Linked DNA regions of Pan troglodytes: regions 1 and 2 are each linked to region 3. The links are chromatin contacts, called in public Hi-C maps. All regions are on one chromosome and are shown on one strand. Each heading gives the region's core, a stretch centred on a gene start, on an enhancer-like site or on the middle of the called end of the contact. The rest is flanking DNA. Distances are from core to core; before and after follow the strand shown. Region 1 overlaps CPA5 (carboxypeptidase A5). Region 2 overlaps CEP41 (centrosomal protein 41). Region 3 holds the start of KLHDC10 (kelch domain containing 10).

The links. A called contact is a pair of places that touch in the nucleus more often than the background predicts.
Region 1: a contact with region 3 is called in a Hi-C map of stem cell-derived neural progenitor cells, with 5 times the contacts expected there. The contact joins the enhancer-like site here to the promoter of KLHDC10 in region 3. A contact is called at or near these places in 1 of 7 Hi-C or Micro-C datasets (stem cell-derived neural progenitor cells) and 1 of 1 datasets of contacts at active chromatin or transcription factors (stem cell-derived excitatory neurons).
Region 2: a Hi-C map of stem cell-derived neural progenitor cells shows a contact between it and region 3, with 5 times the contacts expected there. The contact joins the enhancer-like site here to the promoter of KLHDC10 in region 3. A contact is called at or near these places in 1 of 7 Hi-C or Micro-C datasets (stem cell-derived neural progenitor cells) and 1 of 1 datasets of contacts at active chromatin or transcription factors (stem cell-derived excitatory neurons).

Annotation. Positions count from the first base shown.
Region 1 is chr6:145,713,513-145,717,315 of NHGRI_mPanTro3-v2.0_pri, reverse strand. The region is part of intron 4 of CPA5 (carboxypeptidase A5); the gene reads right to left. Among named protein-coding and RNA genes, the nearest start is that of CPA5, 7.7 kb to the right of the region's middle. Within about 2 kb of position 2,030, at least 14 of the 24 cell types and tissues checked have an H3K27ac peak or open chromatin away from gene starts, as enhancers often do. A contact at or near this core is called in stem cell-derived excitatory neurons and stem cell-derived neural progenitor cells, where this site is marked.
Region 2 is chr6:145,782,158-145,785,690 of NHGRI_mPanTro3-v2.0_pri, reverse strand. All of the region lies in intron 2 of CEP41 (centrosomal protein 41), which reads left to right. Among named protein-coding and RNA genes, the nearest start is that of CEP41, 20 kb to the left of the region's middle. Within about 2 kb of position 2,025, at least 11 of the 24 cell types and tissues checked have an H3K27ac peak or open chromatin away from gene starts, as enhancers often do. A contact at or near this core is called in stem cell-derived neural progenitor cells, where this site is marked.
Region 3 is chr6:145,431,227-145,434,710 of NHGRI_mPanTro3-v2.0_pri, reverse strand. It overlaps KLHDC10 (kelch domain containing 10), which reads right to left and starts at 1,593. Exons shown (of 10, transcript XM_519376.6): 1 at 1,318-1,593. The coding sequence starts at 1,483.

The DNA of each region.
Region 1 (3,803 bases), core at 781-3,280, 280 kb before region 3:
ACCCTGTCTCAAAAAGAAAACAAATAAACAAATAAAAACTGTACTCTTCAGCTAGCAAGATAATAATTTAAAGAAGTAAAGAATTAAATTATATAAGCAATGAGAAAATGGTAAATGTCAACAAGAGTGAAATGGGAAAGAAAGAGGAAGTTGGAGAAGTGGGGAAGAAGAGGGGTACAATTTAAAATAAGATGAGCAGTCTGGCGTGGTGGCTCACACCTGTAATTTCAGCACTTTGGGAGCTCGAGGTTGGCGGGTTGCCTGAGCCCAGGAGTTCAAGAGCAGCCTGGGCAACATAATCAGACCCCATCTCTACAAAAAATACAAAAATTAGCTGGGTATGGTGACATGGGCCTGTAGTCCCAGGGCCTGTACTTAGAAGGCTGAGGCGAGAGGATGGAGTGAGCCTGGGAGTTCGAGGCTGCAGTGAGCCATGATCGTGCCACTGCACTTAAGCCTAGACAACAGAGTGAGATCTTGTCTCAAAATAAATAAATACAATAAAATGAAAAGCCTTATGACCATTGCAAGGGCTTTGGCTTCTACTCCAAATTAGTTGGGTTTTAAGCAGAGGAACAACATGCTTGAATTTGCAATACTTTTAAAGGACTCTTCTGGCTGCTGTTTTGAGATTAGGTAATAAGGAATCAAGGTGGAGAATGGGGGAGAGCAGTTAGAAAGCAACTGGAAGAACCCAGGTGAGGGACGAGATGGTGCATGGGCCCTCGGGGGTGGTGTGGGATGTGCTAAGATCCATTCTGAAGGCAGCGATAAATCTGTTGTTGATGGGGAGTTTGAGGAAGGGGTCGAGAATGGCTCCCAGCTTCTGGTCTGAGTGACTGGAAGGATGGTGTTGCCATTTCCTGAGATAAAGAGGGCTGTGGAGGCACCGATGAAGGGCCAGGGGAGCTTGGTCTGGACCTGGAAAGTTGGAGATGCCCATTGGACCCCCAGGTGGAAACACTGAGTAGGCGGTTGGATCCAGGAGAGGAGGTGCTGGCTGGAGACAGAACACAGAAGTCCTGGATGCCAGGGGAAGAGACAGGCTCCAGGTAGGAGAGAGTGACCAGTTGTGCTGTTGGAAGAGGAACATTGAGAGTCGGCCATCGGGTTGGATCTGGAAGTTGCGTGTGACATTGTCGAGGGAAGCTTTGGTGAAGTGAGGGGGTGGGCAGCCTGCTGGCGGACAGGGATGGAGATGACAGGGAGAGTCAGTATTTTCAGGAGTTTCAGTCTATGGGGAAGCATAAAAATGGGGTGATGGCTGGAGGGGAGAGGGAAGGGATCAAGAGAGGGTTTTTTTAAATGGGAGAAATAACTGTATTTGCATGGTGATGAGAGTGATCCACTAGGGCGAGGGAAATTGGCAACGCAGTATTTACACTCAATTGTATTCTGCTCTAGATGGTCAGAGTATGGGTGATTTTTGTTTTCTCCTTGTGCTTTCCACTATTTTCCAAATTATCTAACATGAATATTTATTAATTTTGTAATCAGAAAAAAAGCCATTAAAAGCCACAGAGCTGATTGCTCAAGTGAAGTTTTTCCATGGTGACTCATCCTAGGGAAAAAAAAAAAAAAAAAAAAAAAACCAAAGGGCTGAAAAGAACGAGGTGAAGAAAAATTAAATGCAAATAGAGCTCGCTCGGAATCAGATAATTTCTTGCCTGGCCCACTGCAATTTCCTCACCACCCTCCTGCCTGTCAGTCTCTCCCTGGTCCTGTCCCCAACTCAACACTGTCACTGCCAGGGTGGTTTTTCTGAAATGCAAATCTGATCATGTGAAAGCACCTCCCATGACTCCCCCCTAGTTGTCAGGATAAAATCCTGACCTCGTCACATGGTGGAGGGCACTCTTTGTGATGGAGTCTGGCTTCATCACCAATCGGGGTGGGGGCCCCCCTTCCTCTGGCCAGCCCCCCCTCACCTGCTCTTCAGCGCACCGTAATTACCGCCTTCTCAGAAGCACGGCGTGCAGTGCCTCTTGTATGCGCTCCCATAGCAACCGCCCTCACTCCATCAGCCGCTCATCCACTCCATTGTAACCACCGATTTACCCCCCTCCATCCCCGGCCCCCGCGACCCTCCAGCTGTCCTGGATACAGGGCCAAGTTTTTTATCTCTGTGTTTCCAGCCCCTTGCCCGATGCACAGCACACAGTAGGGCTCTCTGTGTCTGGGAGTGGAATGAATGGCCCTGCCTCATGTTTCTCAAGCATCCCTCTGATCACAGGGCAGAGGGAGGGAGAGATTCCAAAATCTCCCCTGCCTCTGGCCAAAGTGAAAACTAGCATCGAGGTTTTCCAGCCTGGTCCTAGCCACCAAACACGACCACTCCTCTTTCCTTTCCTCCTCCTAATGAATGTCTATTAGTTCCACTGACATTTATCAAGCCCCAACGAAGCAGCAGGTCCTATGGTAGGTACTGGGGTAGGAAGATGGATACGGAGCGTGGAGCTGAACCTTGGCTGAGGGGAGGGGGCCAGAGGAACAAAGACCCACATGTGAATAAGGTCGTGCCTGTCCTGAACTCCCCAACCGAGCAAGTCATTCAGCAGACAACCGCAGAGGGCCCACCCTGCAGGGGACATTGCCAAGTACTTGGCTGAGGGGATCCAGAGGACAGGGAGACAATCGGGCCCGTGCATCTGTATCTGAAATACAAGACTGGACGCCAGCAACCCAAGGGGTGCAAAGCTCTTCCGGTCCTGTTAGCAAATCTCAGCTTCCCTCCTCCTGGACCCCTCCCCATCATCAATCCCTCAACACATCAACACATCAGCCACCCCACCCCCAGCTCCCTCTAAGCCAAAATATGATCTCAAGCATGGCAGTGAGTGCTTGATCCCTGCAGGAAGAGCGAGTTGGTGAAAATCCTGCCTGGCTGGATCAAGGCTAAGAGGTCAGAGCATTTTCCTGAGAGGGAGGGCAAAGCCCTAGAGGGACTCGGGGCTGCGGATGTGGGGAGAGGACAGGCTAAATCCAGTGGGGGAGGCTCAGAGGGGACTCTGGGGCCGTCCCTGATGTGCAGAAATCAACAGAAAGTTTTTAGAGACCTCTGTGTGTCTGTTTGCCAAATGCTGCGGAGTTCCCAGGGTGGGGCTGAACCAGGGAAATGGAAACTTCAAAATAGAGGCCTGGGCTAAAAATGAGAATTCAGTTCTATTTCTTTTGATGTGGTAGCCTGTTTTGTCTGCGGGAGTTTCCCCATTTTTGTTTGTGGGGGATTTCATTAGAGAAATATCCCACCCCCACACGTTGAGCGGGAAACAGATGTGCCTGATGAGGGATAAAGGTCTTTGAAAGGACCAAAGTTCCCCAGCCCTGTGCTCGCATGGGAACGGAATGCTGCCTGATGCGTTGATCCCCTGACATACGGTGTCAAGTGTGTGCGCTCCGGGAGGCTCTGTGTTCCCACAGTCGGAGCCCTTAGGGGAGATTAGCGCCATACAACAAGGTTGGGAATGAATCTTTATGGATACAGTTCCACAGGTACACGACCAGCAGCAGCAGCTGCAGAAAGATGCAGCCGGAGAGGCTTAACCAATGAGTGGTACCCACGAAGATCTCTAGGAAGGAGGCTGTGCTACCAGCACCTTTCAGGGGCTCTTTAGGATATACTGGAAAATAGAACAATTGAAATAGAATTTCATGACGTTCAGAAAAGATGCAGGGAAAGCAGCAGGGAGACTGGGGTGTCCAGGATGAAGGCTACCTTTGTCCTACCCAAGAGCAGGTCTGTAGCTGCTTCTCCCAAAGCGGTTCCTCTGGGAGAATCCTGCCTGGGGGGATGCCCCGTGCGG
Region 2 (3,533 bases), core at 776-3,275, 350 kb before region 3:
CATATTTACTATGTTGAGTAACCACTAATCTACTTTCTCTATCTATGGATTTGGCTATTCTGAACATTTCGTGTAGATGCAATCATACAGTATGTAGCCTTTTATGTCTGGCTTCTTTCACTTAGTGAAATGTTTTCAAGATTCATCTATGCTGTAGTATGTGTCGGTTCTTCATTCCTTTTTATTGCCAAATAATCTTCTGTTGTATAGCTATTCCACATTTTGTTTACCCACTCATCAGTTGATGGACATTTGGGTTGTTTACACTTACTGGACATAGTGCTGCTAAGAACATCAGTGTACAAATTTATGTGTGAACATGTGTTTTTAATTCTCTTGGGCATATACCTAGGACTTGAATTGCTTTTCATATGGTAACTGTATGTCTAATTTTTTGAGGAACTGCCAAACTGTTTTCCACAGCAGCCACACCACTTCACATTCCCAGCAGCAATGTAGGAGGGCTCTATTTTCTCCACATCATCACCAATGCTTGTTATTGTTCATCGTTTTGATTACCATCTTTGTGGGCATGAAGTGGTATATTATTATGGCTTTGATTTGCATGTTCCTAATGACTGATAATGTTTGAGCACCTTTTTATGTGCTTTTTGGCATTTGTATATCTCTTATGGAGAAATGTCTATTCAAATCATTTGCCCATATTTATGTTGGGTTATTTTTCTTCTTATTTGTTGAGTTATAAAAGTTCTTTTGGCTGGGCGCAGTGGCTCACACCTGTAATCCCAGCACTTTGGGAGGCCGAGGCAGGTGGATTGCCTTAGCTCAGGAGTTCAAGACTAGCCTGGGCAATACGGTGAAACCCTGTCTCCACTAAAATACAAAAAAATTAGCCAGGCGTGGCAGCATGCACCTGTAGTCCCAGCTACTTGGGAATCCGAGGCAGGAGAATCGCTTGAACCCAGGAGGCGGGGGTTGCAGTGAGCCAAGAAGGCACCACTGCACTCCAGCCTGGGTGACAGAGCGAGACTCCGTCTCCAAAAAATAAAAATAAAAAAAGAGTTGTTTTATATATTCTGGATACTAGAGTCTTGTCAGAAATATGATTTGCAAATATTTTCTCCCATTCTGTGGGTTGTCGAGGGTTTTCTTTTTCTTAGCTGGAGGAGTAGCTAAGTACATCTACCCCATCTTTCTGGAAGCAGAAGTCTCCCAAACTAGTCTTGTAAAGCTTTTGGAAGGGCCAAAGTGTGTTTCATTGCTTAAAACTCACAGTATTTTAAAGTCAGTGTGGGAGAGAAATCTTATTCTAGTGTTCGATTTTTTTTGTTGTTTCAAATTTAGAAATTATTCTAAAGTCAGTTTAGGGGAGAGATTTTTATTTTAATGCTTATATTTCTGTGCATTTTTGTGACTTACCTCCCTGTGTATTCAGAAAAAGTTTTCTACCTGGTGTGCAGCAGCCTATGCATTATGTGCCAAGGTACAGATCCCTGCAGCCCTTTAGCCAACAGGGCCTGGATCAACCCAAACCCAGCATTGTATCCACATTTTATCATTGTATGTGTATCATGAGGTGAAAAGGGTGAGGAGTTAAGAAAACAGAAAAGGGACCTTATAGCCCAAGTAAGAGTACAGAGTTTCTACCTGTGGTTTGTTTTTAAGCTCTGCAGTCAGAGCATTGGAAATAGGCACAGGAATGAGTGAGCATTTCTCATTTTTAGGCTAAATAGATGGGTCTTTCATCTTTTCTTACCAAACAGCAAGCAATTCAGAGTAATCACAAGAAATCAAGAATTTCGTGATATCTCCTGTCTTCACCCAAATCACATTCTACTGAGTTCTTCAAAGACTGCTATCTTCCTCCTAGTTAAAGATTATTTTTTGTTTTTATACCTCTGGCTCTGCTTCTCATATGAACTCAAACACTGAGAGCAGCCATGGCTAGAAATCTCAGAATTATTTTGAACTTCAAATATTTCTTTTGTTCCATAGGTGCCTGTGTGTATCTTACCAGCTCCCCAGCACTGCCAGACTGTGCCATGAATGGATTATGCTTCTGATGAAATCCCTGGCTGCGTTTTGTTCAGTCACCACCGCAGGGTTCTTGTATATTCTCAAGCACCCTCTCTGGGTTTCTGTTTTGCAGCACTGCAGGCTGATTAAGGGACACTTTCCAAACCACAGGGCTCTCCCTTTATTAGTCCCCACAGTCTTTCATTGGCTGCATTGTCCTCCCATTTCTATCTATATTCAATCTAATTTCCAATTTCTTTAGCTTTCTGAAATTCTGTAGGCTTTCTCCACTCAGTCTTTTCTAGCCTTATTTTTGTCTTTTAAAAATTCACCTTCCTTTTATTATCTCTAGACAAACTATTCATTCCCTCTTTTCTTCTTTAGGCTTTACTTTTCCTGAATATTTGCTAATAGCCTTGACTGTAAGCATCAAACTCATTATAGACTAGGTACTCTTCATTTTTATTTGTTGTTTAATTCTGTTTCTTCCGTCAAAGGAAGAAATATATGTGAAAGGCTTTTATAAACCAGAAAGCACTATACACACATATCACTTATTGAGGTTAACAAAGGACCACTGTGCCTCTTTTCATGCTTTCTGCTCTTCCGAGCCAAGAGAACTTCTCCATAGAGGAGGGAAATATTGAAGAAAAATAAAGCCATGGAGTTGTCTCTTAGCAACTGAGTTCGTGCCTTATAAATCTCATCTACTTTAGATTACTGCTGCACAAAATCACTTGCTTTTCTTATTGGCTCAGTATAAATAATGTTATTAAATTATAGGAAAACAATGGAAAAAATCTAATGAATGACTCATTCACTCAATCAGTTGCACTCTGTTTGCACAGCACTGTTGCTATAGTCGGGTTGTTTCTTCCTCTTGATTCTAATTGTAAAGTTTTGTTATATATCTTTTATCACAACTTTAGTTGTAAGTAAACAAAGTAGAAGCTAAATGCTACCTTATACATTTATAGGTTGCTTAAGTCGTGAAGCAATATGAGTCATATATGTAGCACATAACATATACTGTATATAAGTCAAGTTGTACATAGTTTAAAGAAAATCAGGTGTGCAGAAACTCAGACCAAATTGGGAAGTATTTGCATTATAAAATAACTCATTATAAGGATTTTTCAGATAGTAGATCTCCATAGTAAATTTCATTCAGCAAATATATATTTTTCCTATTTATTTATTTATTTATTTATTTATTTATTTATTTATTGAGATGAAGTCTCGCTCTGTTGCCCAAGCTGGAGTGCAGTGGCGTGATCTCGGCTCACTGCAACCTCTGCCTCCCAGGTTCAAGCGATTCTTCTGCCTCAGCCTCCTGAGTAGCTGGGACTACAGGTGTGCACCACCATGCCTGGCTAATTTTTATATTTTTAGTAGAGACGGGGTTTTACTATGTTGGTCAGGCTGGTCTCGAACTCCTGACCTTGTGATCCTCCCGCCTCGGCCTCCCAAAGTGCTGGGATTACAGGCGTGAGCCAGTGTGCCAGGTCTAGTTATTTATTTATTTATTGTAGAGATGGGCTGTCACTGTGTTGGCC
Region 3 (3,484 bases), core at 344-2,843:
TTGCTCCTTTTTTCTTTTTCATGTTAAAGATCATATATTTAGCAATTCTAGGATGCCCAGTCTGATATTAACGTCTCAAACCCAACTTCTGGTATATTATATGACTACTTACAAATGCCTCGATTTAATGCATATAAATGGGGTAATGTACATTTCTAGCACACATCAATAACCTCATCACGAACATAAGCAATTGTCTCATTAAATGTGCTAAATTCCCTTTGTCATCTTCAATTTAATCAAATAATAATTTTTGACTAGAAGTATAAGGCACAGTCTTAAGCACAATTCAAAAAAACCAATTCATCATGTTCTCAAAACTCATCAGCTAAACAAATATATCACTAATATAATCAATATTATTCACAAAAAACACGATGAATAATTAACACATCATTCCTGATAGTTCTTTTCATAGTAAAAATAAGCTTGCCCAGTGGGATATTTGACGTTCTCTGCATTATTTAATTCCCTACCTTCCTTCTACTAGATTGAATATTCAATTACAAACGTACCTCTTTAAAATTGTCTACACATACATATCCACTTGATTTTATTTTGTTTTCAAAAGCATCTGAACTCAAGGCTAGGGCACTGTAGACCAAAATGTCAAATAATTGTATTGGGTACATTTTTCCAATTCTCAGTTGTTTTTATATTGGAAACACAGCATAATTGTGTCACTAAGTATATTTTTGATCTTCACTTTCTCCCCTTAAAACCTAGACACCATTATCCTGTCTCTGAACATTCCAAAATATTAATAATCCAACTAGTTTTCCCTAATCCTCTAGGTTCTCTTTCCCATACACTCCCCAAACACTCCCCCACCCCTTTCTTCCGTTTCAGAATGCCTCTTACACACACACCCCGTGTAGTTTTTACAAAATCACTCCTTGGAATGCGCTTCCCTCTTCTCTCCTTAACTTGGCACCCTTTTTGAAATAATTTCCCACAGCTAGGCGCCAATGTCTTTCATTTACAAGATCAAACTGCGGAAGGGGAAGAGATTGGGAATCGAGTAACCGAAACATTTGGAAATGTCAATGAGACAGTGGCCTCTCCTTTGAAAAGAAAACAAAACTCTCAGCACAGAGCTTTCAACAGAGCACAGATACTTTTCTTCGCTGTGCTCCTGTTCCCTCCCTGACCTCAAAGACACCTTCCCTTTTCTCTGATCCCCAGTCCCTCTGCTATGCGTGGGGCCTGCCTTTCCTCCTCCCAAGGAAAAGAAAGCCAGGGAGAAAAAGAAAAGGTAGCAGTAACCTTCCCGCCCGCCGCGCCCGCAAGCGGTCAGGACCCTGTCCCACGACTCACCTGGCAGGTGCGGCCGCCCGGAGAGTTGCACGAAGCGGTTGAGCTGGCCAGTCCCCCGACCCCCGCTGCCCCCACTGCCCCCGCCGGCCCCGCTACCTCCGCCACCAGCGCCGGCGGCGCCTCCTCCCCTCCGGCGGTTCCTGTCCCAGCCCTGGGCGGCCGACATGACCCGCTAACGATTGCCGCAGCCCGGTCCCGTCAGCGCCTGACCCAGCGGAACCAGCGGAGCCTCCTTCCTGGGCTCCTCCAGAGACCCAGGAGACAGGGGAAGGGGGCAGCGCCCGGTCCCACCAGAGACCAATGACTTACCGCCTTGGTGAAAGGCAGCCAATGGTCAGTCGTTTTCTTGGTAGGTGGCGGGAGGCGGAGAGAAACGTGGTAACCATAGCTATGGCTAAAAAAAAAAAAAAGTAGGGGGAGAGAAAGGCAGAAGCAGCCACTCCTAGCTCTCATCGTCCGAGCTGGGCTGGCCGGCGTTACCCCGACTCCTGCGGGGCCAGGCGGGCCAATCGAAGGCCGAGTGTCAGAGGCCGCGCCTGCGGAAAGACTCCCGGGGACGGCCAGTGCCTCAGTCTTGGTTAGGATTCAGGAACTTTTTCCCATAAACATTGCAATCAGACACTGGATATACGCATAATACACATATTTGGGGGCAAGACGGTATTCTGCCAGCTTTTCAGACTGAGATCCCATTCACTGACGGTTGACACACACAAAGGGCTTGCTTGGGGTCCGGGTAGGTGAGGGGACCCAGGGGCGGAGTCAAAGCTAAAATGTAAGAACCAGATATTCCTGGGTTTCATTTGTCTTTCAGTCGGATTAGCTGCATTCGTCCCTGTATAAGCCACGTCCCAATCAAACAGTTTTAAACCTGGTTAACAAATATGGGAAAATGTTCACTCTCACCTGTAATCTTAGAAATACAAAATAAAACCCCGATGAGAAACCATTTCTGGTTTATTACATCAGTAAAGACTTTTCAAATAACACCTGGCAGTGTGTGGAATGCCAAGAAAAAGGTATTCTCATAGATGGCTGATGGCTCTGTAAATATTTTTGTTCGCTCAAACTCCTTTTGGCTAGTAGAAAATTTTAATCAGCTTGGAAGATATATAATCAAAAGGAAATGTAAAATTAAATAAAAGGCAGCAACGGGTATGGAAGATCAAGATCAAAGAAAATTTTTAATGTGCCGATCAGGAGTTTCTATTGTTCCAAAATTAAACAGAAATTTTGGCTTGAAACTTACTGGGCGCAATGCAAACTGGGAAAACAGACTATACACTGATGTTTCTGAATGATACGGAAAAAGCATATCAAATTCCTCAAGGGAAACAAAACTTTTCAAGGTCCTTAGATGTGACAGATTTTTTTTTCTTTTGCATTAGAAGAACCTTACATGGTTGCAGAGAAAAAAAAGAAACTCTGCTGGAGCTGAGGACAAATACCCTTTGTACCTGGTGTGCAAATTTCTGGTCGCCACTGGCACTGCCTCCTTGTTTTCCTACTTCCAGTCCCTGTAGGCAGAAATGTTTTAGTCACTAGCACCATAGCACACTGCTTATGAAAATGTTTGAGACTTGAAAAAAAAAAAAAAGCCTATGGTTCTAAAATATAAAAACCAAAATTAATATATGTTAACTCCTTTTTTTTTTTTTGAGACGGAGTCTTACTCTGTCGCCGAGACTGGAGTGCAGAGGCATGATCTCGGTTCACTGCAACCTCTGCCTCCCAGGTTCAAACAATTCTCCTGCCTCAGCCTCCCAAGTAGCTGGGATTAGAGGCATGTGCCACCACACTCTGCTAATTATATTTTTAGTAGAGATGGGTTTTCACCATGTTGGCCAGGCTGGTCTCCAACTCCCCATCTCAGGTAATCCACCTGCCTTGGCCTCCCAAAGTGATGGGATTACAGGTGTGAGCTGCTGCATCTGGCCAGTTTTTTATGTATATAGGCAAAATGCAGTCTTACACATATTACATGTTTAACCTGTCTAATCCTCACAGAAATCCTATGAGATGCTGTTTTCCCAATTTGCAAAGCAAATTTGTAGAGATAGGGCAGTGTGTGGGGATGAGGGGGTGGTTTTGCCTTGTTGCTCCGGCTAGTCTAGAACTCCTGGCCTCAAGCCATCCTCCTTCCTTGGCATTCTAAAGCATTGGGTTA